2 separate regions of the Mus musculus genome follow, and region 2 is linked to region 1. Evidence: chromatin contacts called from public HiChIP or PLAC-seq data. All regions are on one chromosome and are shown on one strand. The core of a region is the stretch at or near the end of the contact, and the rest is flanking DNA. Distances in the headings are between cores, read along the strand shown. Region 1 has its middle 19 kb from the start of 4930449E01Rik. Region 2 has its middle 29 kb from the start of Gm41239.

Region 1 (5,612 bases), core at 1,195-3,694:
AGAAAGAAAGAAAGAAAGAAAGAAAGAAAGAAGAGACATCTACAGCTTAACTGACAGGGTTACCTTTAAATTCCTTTGCTAGGAAATTGGGCCCAGAGGCAGTTTTACTAGGTTAATAAACAGTATCAGAGATGAATTATCTATTTTTGGGATTGGCTGGAAAATCCAGTATCAATGATGTGATTTTAGAAGCAGGGATGTGTATATTAGACCAAACACATACATTATTTCTCTGTTACCATTTTTCTTCACAATCTTATTGATAAACTAATTGGTAAGGCTTATCTAATACTGTAAATAAAAGATCATACCTATATATTATCCTAATTATCCCAATTTGCAACTGCAAGCAATTAAGAAATTAAGAGAAGAGGCATTCTTTAAAGCTCTCCAGTTTTTAAATTTTCATAAATTATTTTAAGTGTTGATTCTTAAGAGGTCTTCCTAATCTAATATAGGAAGAAAGTGGAAATGCCATTTATTGGGTACTATAATGTATCAGACATCAAACTAGATTCTTTAACACGAATACATACCCATATATAAATTTATATAAATATAAAATATACATAAACACATGCGTATGTAGATAGATAGATAGATAGATAGATAGATAGATAGATAGATAGATAGATGTATATATCTATAACAGGCTCTCAAGGAGAGGGAGATGGCTCAGTGGGTAATGAATGTGCTTGCCTCTCAAACAAGAGAATCTGAGTTTAGGACCCATGTAAAAGAAGCTGAGTGTAGTGATACATGCTTGCAATCCAAGCTGTAGGGAGGCACAGCTCACTGGTCAGCTAGTTTGGCCTACACAGTGAAGGCACAGGACACTGAGAGAACTTTTCTCAAGGGGAAAAAAAATGAAAGGCATTTGAGTGGCACCCAAGGATATCTACTTATCTCTACCAGTGCAAGCACGCATGCATGCACGCACGTACCAGCAGACAGACATACCTGAATCCCTTAACACACACACACAAGCACATAGACATGAAAACCACACAGACCTGCACCAGCATTCATAATGCTGTGACGTCTTTACTGATCAAGACCCTCCGTTGTGGAGAGCTCACATCAACTCCCCAAGGCTGTAAATGACAATCAAATTTCACAAGCACATTTGCCTTCTTCTGTTTTATGTTTTGCCTTTTGGTTCTCTGGCTGGACTGTTTTTGGCTATCACCCCTACCTACTGGTAAGGTCGGACAAAGAGAAGGAACCCCTTCACCATGTCCGAATTCGGTGTTGTCCACAAGTGTATCTGTGAGGGTAGTAGGTTGAGTGCATATTTGGGGGAGGGTAGTGCACGATTAAATAAATCATCAGAAAAATCTAAAAAAAAAAAAAAAAAAAAAAAGGAGCTGCCTGGTTTCCATGAAGCCTTCATTTCTTTTAAATTTAACAAAGATGTTTCTGTGAGGTATGTTTGTTTACATTCCGGAATTTAAGCAGTTCCCTGGGGTTAAGTACCTTTAAAGCTCCCAGGATGAGATTAGGACAAGGAATCCGAAGGGGAAGAGGCTAGTCTGGGAAAGTCCTTGATGAGAATCTGCAGCTTCTCCCTGCTCTTCATTCGGACCCAGCTTCTCTTCATAGCCACACTGGCGTCTATGTGCCTGCCTTAGGAACACGCACCCAGATACTTTCATACGGGTCTCCACCAGTTCTTTCCTCCTGCTCAGGGTCGGCCTGTATTCCACTGCCTTTGAATTTACTGGAGTCTAGTTGTTCCCTAGGAGAGCAAAACCCCAAGCATGCACAACCATCGAAGTACCTGTGTAAAACAAGAACCCTTGCTCCCTAAAGCGCACGTGCACGGAACGCAAGCTTGGCATTTGGGTCACTCCTGTTTCGTTCTTCCCTTTCTGCCACCCTCATATTGTCTCCTCTTTATGCCATGTTTTCTCGTTTATTGACTTTTTTTTTCATAAAAAAATATTTCAAGTGACAAGTAAGTAGCCCCTTCTCAAATACAACCTGCAACAACATGCCTGGATTACATTAGAGAATGCCTGAGGGTATCCCTAAAACCAGTGTGTGAACAGTCGACCTGACAGCAGCTAGGACCCCGGTGAGAGAGCTCCAGTTACCTAACTCCCCCAAGCTAATCAATGTAATCCCCATGACAGCACATTGTCAGACTCCAGGAACCTGCAGCCACCCTGGCAGGAGGGGGTGACCAGAGAGAGTCACCAGACTGCCCAACCCTTTGCTGTCAGCCCTTGACAAGATATGCCCTCGCCTCTGGCTCTGCTTTCAAACACTGAGAACCAGGAGGTCTTACAGAGGCAGACAGCTTAGATTTCGTAGAGCAAGTAAGTAAGCTTAACATGGAGGCAAAACCAGAGCGAAACCACAGAAAGAGATCAACAGCCAGTGTCCAAACCCCAGGAGGGGAAGGCAGCAGCAAAAGGAAACCAGATAGATCTGCACAGAGATTGGGGGAAACATCGGAACCAGCCGCACCAAAATGAAAACGTTTCCATATGAGCCCTCTGACTAGACTCTCCCCACTCGCCGACAATGTGAAGAGCATATACAGGAACAGTAGAGGAATTATTAAAATCCATTAACGGAGAAAAGCTGGCTGGACTGTGAGGACACCGTGTGTCTGAAGATTCTTCGAGCAGTCATGGTGTCAACCAACGGAAAATCTACATTTATTTGAAAAGCTAAGAACACCACTTGTCCCTATTGAAATGGCAGGCTTTGTGACCCTCGTTAGATACAGGTTATGTACATTGAAGAGCAGGAGAAATATGAAAACGTCCATTGACCCAGTCCCCATGCATGTATCAGTCTAGGATTTGTCTTGGCAGCCATGACTCCCAGAATGGGTTTATTCCCTATCAGGAACTGTGGGCCAAACCTAGAACTTAGAGGACCTGCTTTCTTGGTCTTGTTGGAAGTGTGTGCTTCAGTTTGATATCTCACTTTGAAATTACACATTAATGTCAAAAGTTATTATCACAAGTGGGTTTAGACAATTAAGAAAAATCTCTTAAAGATAAAAAGTAACCTTTTCTATAGCAATATTAACCCATTTCTGGGTATTTACATGAAGGCCATTTATAGCATGAGAATATAGCAGAAGACTCTCAAACACACAGGGTCATTTACCCCACTCCCCAAACGAACATACTGCATGTCTCAACATCATCAACTGTGGCTTCATCAAGTTTTCTTAGTTGGGACAAGTTTCCCAATGTCTGTGACTGACATTTTTTTGAAACAACACCTTTGCTGTTGGAATCTTGTTTGAAACTATTTAACCAAAAGAAAAGATTTGTAAAATTCCACTCTATCTAATTTCAAACAATACAGCCTAAGAAAATGGGGCTCATGTAGAAAATCACTACTGTTTGTGTTTATAGATTGCAATATGCCTTGGTTAAAGGGGGGAGCCATTAAAGAAATACAGAAGTCTTGGAGAGAAGTTTGGAATTTGAAAATACGTTCTATGGCCTCTACACAATGTGGGGAGGAGTTTTCCTGTTGATTGGATAACAACATGGAAACTAATATCTAATGGCTTAACTAGCAAGAAGGTCCTGTTGACTATCAGTAAAGGCTATGGTTAGATAACTATTTCTTATCTCTTGTTCAAAGCTCTACATCAAAGGACTATTATCGGCTGCTCAAGTGGACAGCAATGCTTTGGAAATGCCTTGGAACACTCCAGTGTGAGTAAAACCTGAGAGCTTCCTTTCTTAGGTTTGTAAAGATAGATTTGCTGAACACACAGAGAAAAAAAATGGTGCCCTTCTGGTCCCAGAAAAACTAGAGTTCAGAACAGGGAATAAGAACAGGGGAGGTCTCTGGGAAAGAAAGGAATGTAATGAGCAGAATACCACTATGTTTGCAAGTCTGAATTCTAAACTGGAAGTCATAGATTTTTTTTTTCTTTTTACACAACAAAAATCATTATTATCTGTTCCAGGAGTTTTCATGAATCTAGTAGATATTTGTTAAGCAGTTCTTTGCTACCAAACTCCATCAACGTGCTAGTGAAACCAAAAGAACAAAACAGGTGGGAATTCTTGCCTGGTGGAGCTGATAGCTACCCTAGACATTAGGACTTAGATTCATAATGAATACTGCTATGTTGAGGCCACCAATGGTGGTCTTAATCAACTCTGCCATTCTTTCCAATGACACACATTTAATACGTTACAGTTGGGGATTGGGGGAGTGGTTCTTGGTGGGTAAAAGTTTTGCTTCGCAAGCATGGAGATCTGAGCAGATCCCCCACCACCCACAGCAAAGTCAAGCCTGTTGTTTATCTGTAATTTCAGTATGGGGTGGAGAGGCAGAAGCAGGTAGATTGCAGGGACTCAGTGTCTAGTCAGCCTATCAGAAGTAGTTTGCCCCTAATTCAGTGAGAAACCCTGTATTAAAAAATAAAATGGAGAGCGATAGAGAAGCATTTCCAAAGTGTGTGTGTGTGTGTGTGTGTATATGTATATGTACATGTATATGTATATAGCCTTCAGAGCATATATATATATATATATATATTTATATATATCCTTCAGAGTCTTATGTACCAGTAGGCATACCTGTTCATACACACACATGCATATACCCTACTCCCAACCTTACAATTAATCTAATTGATACAGAAAGAGACTCCTTACGTAAAGTACTACTACTATTCATCGAAGTTTAAATGAAGGTTGAGTGTGAACATACATGCAGACATGTGTGAGTGCGTGTTGATTAATGTTTGGGCAAGGGAAAAAAGGCATTTTAAAATGTGGAATTCCCCACAATATCACAGAGAAGGAATTGATTGAGGAAGAAGGCACTGATCTTAGAAGCATTCAGTCTTTTTCACCTCCAAAATAACAGGGCTGATGGAGGGGAGAAAATTTATTTTCTACGTTGCTGGGGATGTTTCCCCTGGGACCACATGGCTGCAGGTTACCAAGCTCAGAGTAAGAGAGAAACCCATCAGGGATATGCCCTGACTGGGAACAAGTCAGAGGATGTGAAAAGATGACCTACTTCCCAAGAGGAAAGGAGTCTGGAATCGGAATGTTTAATAAGCAGTAATTCTACTTTGTGTGTGTGTGTGTGTGTCTGTAAGACCTGACATACATATTACCTAGCAATAATAAATTTAAATTTGCAAAGTACAGTGACAGCATTCTTAATATCTATAAGCCGTGACTTGTTACACTTTTTATAAGCTTTGAAGCAATAATAAAGCAATCATTGGGGGGAAATCCTTATCTTTGAAGATAAGGATTCGGAGATTAAATGAGACCTACTGTATTTTCAAGTGCAGAGACAACAAGGGAGTTCTCTACAGAATATGCCCGTCTGTCTGAAGCCCTCTCTTTCACTTTGGCGCCCTTACTAGATGGGTCACGCAGCATTGCCTATGTCATGTGATGTATCTGCTTTCCAAAACCTTATTCTTGGGGTCCTCAGTAATTTTTATCCAGTAACTCGAGGAAACACAAATTAATAATTGCTGAGGAGAGCGTTAACCCTCTAATTTTAATCTTAGCCAAATACTGTACAAATGATATTCAGTTGTTCACACTCAATTCCATCTTAGCCGTATTTCAAGATAAAATTTATGAGCTATTGCCAAGCTT
Region 2 (5,612 bases), core at 1,917-4,416, 370 kb before region 1:
AGAAATGAGAGAGAGAGAGAGAGAGAGAGAGAGGAAGGAAGGAAGGGGAGGAAGGAAGAAAGGAAGGAAGAGAGAAGGAAAGAAGGAAGGAAGGAAGGAAGGAAGGAAGGGAGGGAGGGAGGGAGGAAGGGAGAAAGGGAGGAAGGAAGGAAGAGAGAAGGAAAGAAGGAAGGAAGGAAGGAAGGAAGGAAGGAAGGGAGGGAGGGAGGGAGGGAGGGAGGGAGGGAGGGAGGGAGGAAGGAAGGAAGGAAGGAAGGAAGGAAGGAAGGAAGGAAGGAAGGAAGGAAGGAAGTTTAAATGTTTTTGTCCTAGTGAGCGTACTGAACAGATATCAGAGTAAGGCTACCTTCCTACCTTAGTGCTTACATGGAGTTTACATGAAAGAGTGCCTTCATATGTATGAATTACAACATGTTCATGGCATGGCTATCAACTTAGTGCTGTTGTGGTTCCCATGGGTAGCTTATCCACTAATGCAGCAGGGTAAAGGGTAGAACCTTTAAGAGGCTGTAAGGACTGTCTCCCATGATGTTGAGGATACATTAAGAGTGTGAGCTCTCTCAGAAAGCGGTGCTCTCCGACTTCCTCATGCAACCTCTGACCCTTCTGCCTCCAACCATATGGCAAAGCATAAAGACCCTAGCAAGATGCCGGTGCCTTCACCATAGTCTTCCCAAGCTTCAAAACCGTAGTAAACAAATTTCACATGGCTATAAACCACTCAATCTATGGTTCTGTTCTAGCAGCAAAAAAGGAGTTAAGATTTTCTCAGAAGGTTCGGGAAAGTGGAGCAGCAGCTAACAAGCCCAGAGACAGTCTTTTGCACTGGCCACGCTCACATATTGTGAGATCCTTTAAAGGTAGTAGGATACGTACTTATTTTGGGATTCTGGGAGTTAGACCCAAAGTTTCACATACTCTACCATCAATCTCCACACCCTGCCCCACACAATATTTTATATTCCTAAAGATGAAAAAGATGCACATACACACACACACAAAACATACACACACATGTGCACACACAAACACAAAGAATAAATGCAAATTTAAAAATATGTAAAAGAACTTCATGTGATCTCTAACTATTAGAAAATTTTATTAGAGGCCACTTCCACATTTTGTGGATTTTTTTTTTTCATTTTCCTAATTATAATAAAATGCCCAATTAGTTCTCATATAAATGGCCACAAAGTAGAAGGTATATAGATTGATTTTTACACTGAAAAGTGAAGTACTTAAAAATCTTTAACCATTTGGTACTATTATCTACTAACCGTATTTATTCTGAATGCAGATATGTCTTTGCAGAAACTCCATCAGAAGAGAAACACAGTGAAAGTGTGTTATGTACACTGATGCTTCTACAATAACAATAGCTGATGTCACAAGATCTAACTACAGAAGTGTTCAAGTACAAATTCATTTTCACTGGCAGAAACATTATGGATATTGCAGTGATAGAGACTGTCACCAACAGTCACCAGATCAACAGCAATAATGGAATTGACAAACTTTCATATTCAGGAGGCTGCAGTTGCAATTGGGAAATTTTGTTATGGTGAAGAAAAAGAAAGATGTGGCGTTTGTTTTTACACGTTGCCATGACAAACTTCTGTACATTGTAACATCTTAAAAGTCACTCCATTGATTATCACACAGTTCTAGGAAGCAAAGGTCTGGATGGGCTCAGATCTCTCTGAGGTCAGGGTCTTAACAGACTAAAATAAAGTTATTTGCTGGACTGAATTTTTACTTGAGGACAGACTGCTCTTCCAGATTCTTTCAGACTGCTTGCAGGACGCTGTGCTGTTTGTTGCAGACATAGGGCTGGGGTCTCTGTTTTCTTGGCTGGAGGTGGCTTTTAGTTCAAGACTGGACTACCCCTTAGTCACCTCACAAAGCCTCTAACATCTTCAAACCAAGAACTTAGGGTCAAATCCTTTGCAAACTTTGACTCTCTCTTAATTCTTCTTCTTGTGCCACCTTTTGAGAATGTTCTTTGTTTTTGAAGTGTGTGTGTGTGTGTAATTAGTCAAGGCCTTCTAAGATAATCTGCCCTTTTTGAGGTCAATGATTTCATTTAGCACAACTAAGAAGTGACATGCTATCACGTTCAAGATTCCAAGGAACAGACTGTTGATGTACTGGGACCCATCCCAGAGAAAAGGATTAGGTTAACACAATTAGTTTTAAGTCCGTGTCACGTGCACGTACAGAAGGAAAAACTAATAATGTGCTTTAGTAAAGTTTTTGTAAGTTCTGAAGGTATACATTTTCGAAGGTTTGTAACCTAGGTATATCTGTACAAATTATGAGTTAAGAAAAACACTGAAATAAATACAGAGACTACTATATTTCTCTTCTGTGTTAATGCAAGATATTCTTTTTTTTTTTTTAATTTAGTTTTTTGAGACAGGGTTTCTCTGTATAGCCCTGGCTGTCCTGAAACTCACTTTGTAGACCAGGCTGGCCTTGAACTCAGAAATCCACCTGCCTCTGCCTCCCGAGTGCTGGAATTAAAGGTGTGCGCCACCATGCCTGGTTTAACGCAAGATATTCTAAAGGCACTTTGAAATTATACTCTCTATCCAAATGCACAAAATTTTCTACGTGTAACACAATACTGTATCAATTAAATTAAAATTTTCTCTCTTTCATCCCTTTTCTGGGTTTTACTCTTTAACTGCCAGACTGACAAATCACTGTGTGTCTCCTCAACTCAGATCTAAAAGCCAGCAAGGAAAATGATTAATTGGAAGAGCATTTATGCTGATTCTGAGTGCAAGGGCGTCACTGTGTTTGACTCGTTAATTGCAGCAGAATAGGCAGATTTTAAGGAAGTTTGAAGCACGTTAGAGAGCTGTACATTAGGAAGTAGAAAGAGGTAACTGAATCAGACCACTTCAAATGCAAGCAGCAGCATAAACAACGGCCCTTAATATAAACAATAACGTGGATGTTTGTGTACTTCCATGCACACTCCCCCTTGGAGGGCCTGAATCAGGACCTGCCTCCCCTGGTTCTATAGCTCAGAGCTTTGCCTTAGGTGGGGTTGGAAATGCCCTAGAATGGCTCTTTGTTGATTTTCCCTCATGCTAGAGCCTAGTTCTGCTGCAAAGCAAAGTGCTATTGAATTTGCTCACTCAGGCAGAACACTCAACAGGAAGGAAGGAAGCGGCCATTCTTTCTGGTCCTATTGTCTGACCACCCGGCTTAAGCAATCAAACAGCTCTGTGGGTTTTCTTTTTCCTTTTCTTTTTTTTCCCCCTTCTCCTTCTGGTGGGCACTGGGGAGGGGGCACTGGGAATGGATAAAAACTGGCTCTTGGGTTTTCATTCATTTTTGTACAGTTGGAGGGCATCTTTTCATGGCTCAAATTCAGGTATCCATTTTTTTTTTTTAACAGCAAAGTATAGAGGGGGTGAGACACACATGTTTGAAAGTGCAGCCAGTGTGCATGGATGTGTTGGGATTCCCGATGGTTGTATTGTGAAAATAGAGAATATAAGTGTTCTCTTTCACTAATAAAGCCCAAGACCAGTCAGCAGGGCTAAGTGCTGGCTTCAGAGGCTCTGGGCCCTTCTGCCCATTTCTGATCCGTCCTTTCCCTCTGAGCTTGGTTTTCTTTCTTCTTTTGGAACACATAGTCTATAGACAATACTTTGCTCCACACTGTTATATTGCTATCTAGCGTAGAAAGATGTATTTAGAAAAATATGTTGTATTTATTTATGTATTACTCTGTATGTACTCAGAAAAACACATGCTGCTAACTCAATATAGGAAGATGTATTTAGAAAAATATATTACCCTAATAAACAACATTAAGATTCTGAAGGGGAAATGTTGTCAATTAAAATGGGCAACCATGATAAGTCAGGAAGTGAAATAAAGGCTGGTTGAGTAAAAATAATAAATTTATGATGTATTATTTAAATTTCCTTCCCTCTTCTGAAATGATATGTTGCTATGATGTCCAAGTCATTCTGGTACTTCATGTTTAGCTGAGGTTGGGGTGGATCCTCTGACCTTGCCATCTGGAGCACTGGTACTACAAGCATGTATCGCCACAGGTAACAAACAACCTTAGTCTTAAAACACAGTTATCAAAAGGCTGATCCTTCACATCATTTGTTTTGAATGTGAAGTTTAGTGGAAGTGGAGAATATTTAAGATCTTAAAGAGTTATCACAGACCGGGCGTGGTGGCACACGCCTTTAATCCCAGTACTCAGGAGGCAGAGGCAGAGGTAGAAGCAGGTGGATTTCTGAGTTTGAGGCCAGCCTGGTCTACAAAGTTGAGTTTCAGGACAGCCAGGGCTATACAGAGAAACCCTGTCTCAAAAAAAAACCAAAAAAACAAAAACAAACAAACAAACAAAAATATCACAGTTACATTTTATGGGGAAAACGGCACGTGGGGAACATGTGTGGGGAACACGGGCTTGAGGCAGTTTCCAGAAGATGACCACAGTTGTGTGTTACAAACATTAAGAGCCATGAGTTTACCTTGGGTTGTCTGGGCACTCTCTGACAGTCTCTTAGAAAACCCATCACAGTCTTTAATGAGGAATAACTCCATTCGTCAAGTATGGGTGATGGCAGAAGCCTTGGGAGAGAGAGCTGATCATTAAGCCTTAGTGACGTCCACACACTGTCACAGCAGAGGACATGCTCTCATCTGGTTTTTGTAGACACTTTTCTTTCTAGGGACCTTATACAAGGGGAAGCCTAGGGCTGGATTGGCTTACGAGTCGGGATTTCTTGCCTCTCTGTGTCTGTGTGTCTTTCTCTCTCTCCCCCTCTCCCCTCCTTTTATTCCTCTTCCCCCTCCTCCTGCACCTCTGATTTTAGAAAGTACCTCAAATAGCCCAGGCTGGCCTCAAGTTTTGCTATGTAGATAGGGAGGACTTTGACTATGTTGCACCTCCCATGAACAGGGATTATAAGCACACCACCATGTTTGCTGAATGCAATACTCAAAACAGTGGCAACCAAGTGTTCTTGGATATGCATTTTGGGATATATTGTGTTAGAATACAAGTTTTTTTTAAATAGTTATTTGAATTGTTGATTTGAATTTTGTAAAATGTTACTAACTTTGGCTTGGTGTTTGGGCATTATTTCCAACATTTTTGATGTGTCTCTGAATATTGCCCTGCATTTTGTACTACATTCTTATATAAAGGAGAAGTCTCAATACTAATGAAAGGATCAAAATATCAATAAACTTTGAAAAAAATGCTGAAGATGCTCTATATCCTATAGTATCAAGTATTCAGCCAGGATTTAATTCTTTATGGAATAATAAGCAAGCATATCCATCTTCATATACAAATTTACTTTAATCTTTTGTAAATGGTAGATGACATGTGTATCAAAGAATTGTTTTAAAATAATTTTGCAATGGTTTGTTGTAGTAAATGTTGGATTAATGTGTCTATTTTATATGCCTGTATACCTGGGGCTGCATAGCAACTTTTTGGATGAGAAGACCTCACCAGTGGAGAAGCTTCAGAAAGCCTGAACTAGACAGAACTGAGTTGGATGCATCAGGGATGATACTTGCTCATCTTAGAACCGCCCTTTTACTAGCCCAGGTGTGGTGGG

What was found. HiChIP or PLAC-seq counts read pairs in DNA pulled down with a chosen protein or histone mark.
Region 2: a contact with region 1 is called in an H3K4me3 HiChIP or PLAC-seq map of craniofacial prominence, with 4 times the contacts expected there. The contact joins two enhancer-like sites. A contact is called at or near these places in 9 of 39 promoter capture datasets (the HPC-7 cell line, cranial neural crest, embryonic stem cells and 4 more), 1 of 15 datasets of contacts at CTCF or cohesin (the NIH/3T3 cell line), 2 of 484 Hi-C or Micro-C datasets (bone marrow-derived macrophages and embryonic stem cells), 9 of 115 datasets of contacts at active chromatin or transcription factors (craniofacial prominence, embryonic basal ganglia, embryonic forebrain and 5 more) and 1 of 9 other capture datasets (embryonic stem cells).

What each region holds. Positions count from the first base shown.
Region 1 is chr14:105,477,038-105,482,649 of GRCm38.p6, reverse strand. No RefSeq gene overlaps it. Among named protein-coding and RNA genes, the nearest start is that of 4930449E01Rik, 19 kb to the left of the region's middle. RefSeq lists an enhancer at 1-477. Within about 2 kb of position 2,444, at least 23 of the 459 cell types and tissues checked have an H3K27ac peak or open chromatin away from gene starts, as enhancers often do. A contact at or near this core is called in craniofacial prominence, where this site is marked.
Region 2 is chr14:105,849,070-105,854,681 of GRCm38.p6, reverse strand. No RefSeq gene overlaps it. Among named protein-coding and RNA genes, the nearest start is that of Gm41239, 29 kb to the right of the region's middle. Within about 2 kb of position 3,166, at least 61 of the 459 cell types and tissues checked have an H3K27ac peak or open chromatin away from gene starts, as enhancers often do. A contact at or near this core is called in craniofacial prominence, where this site is marked.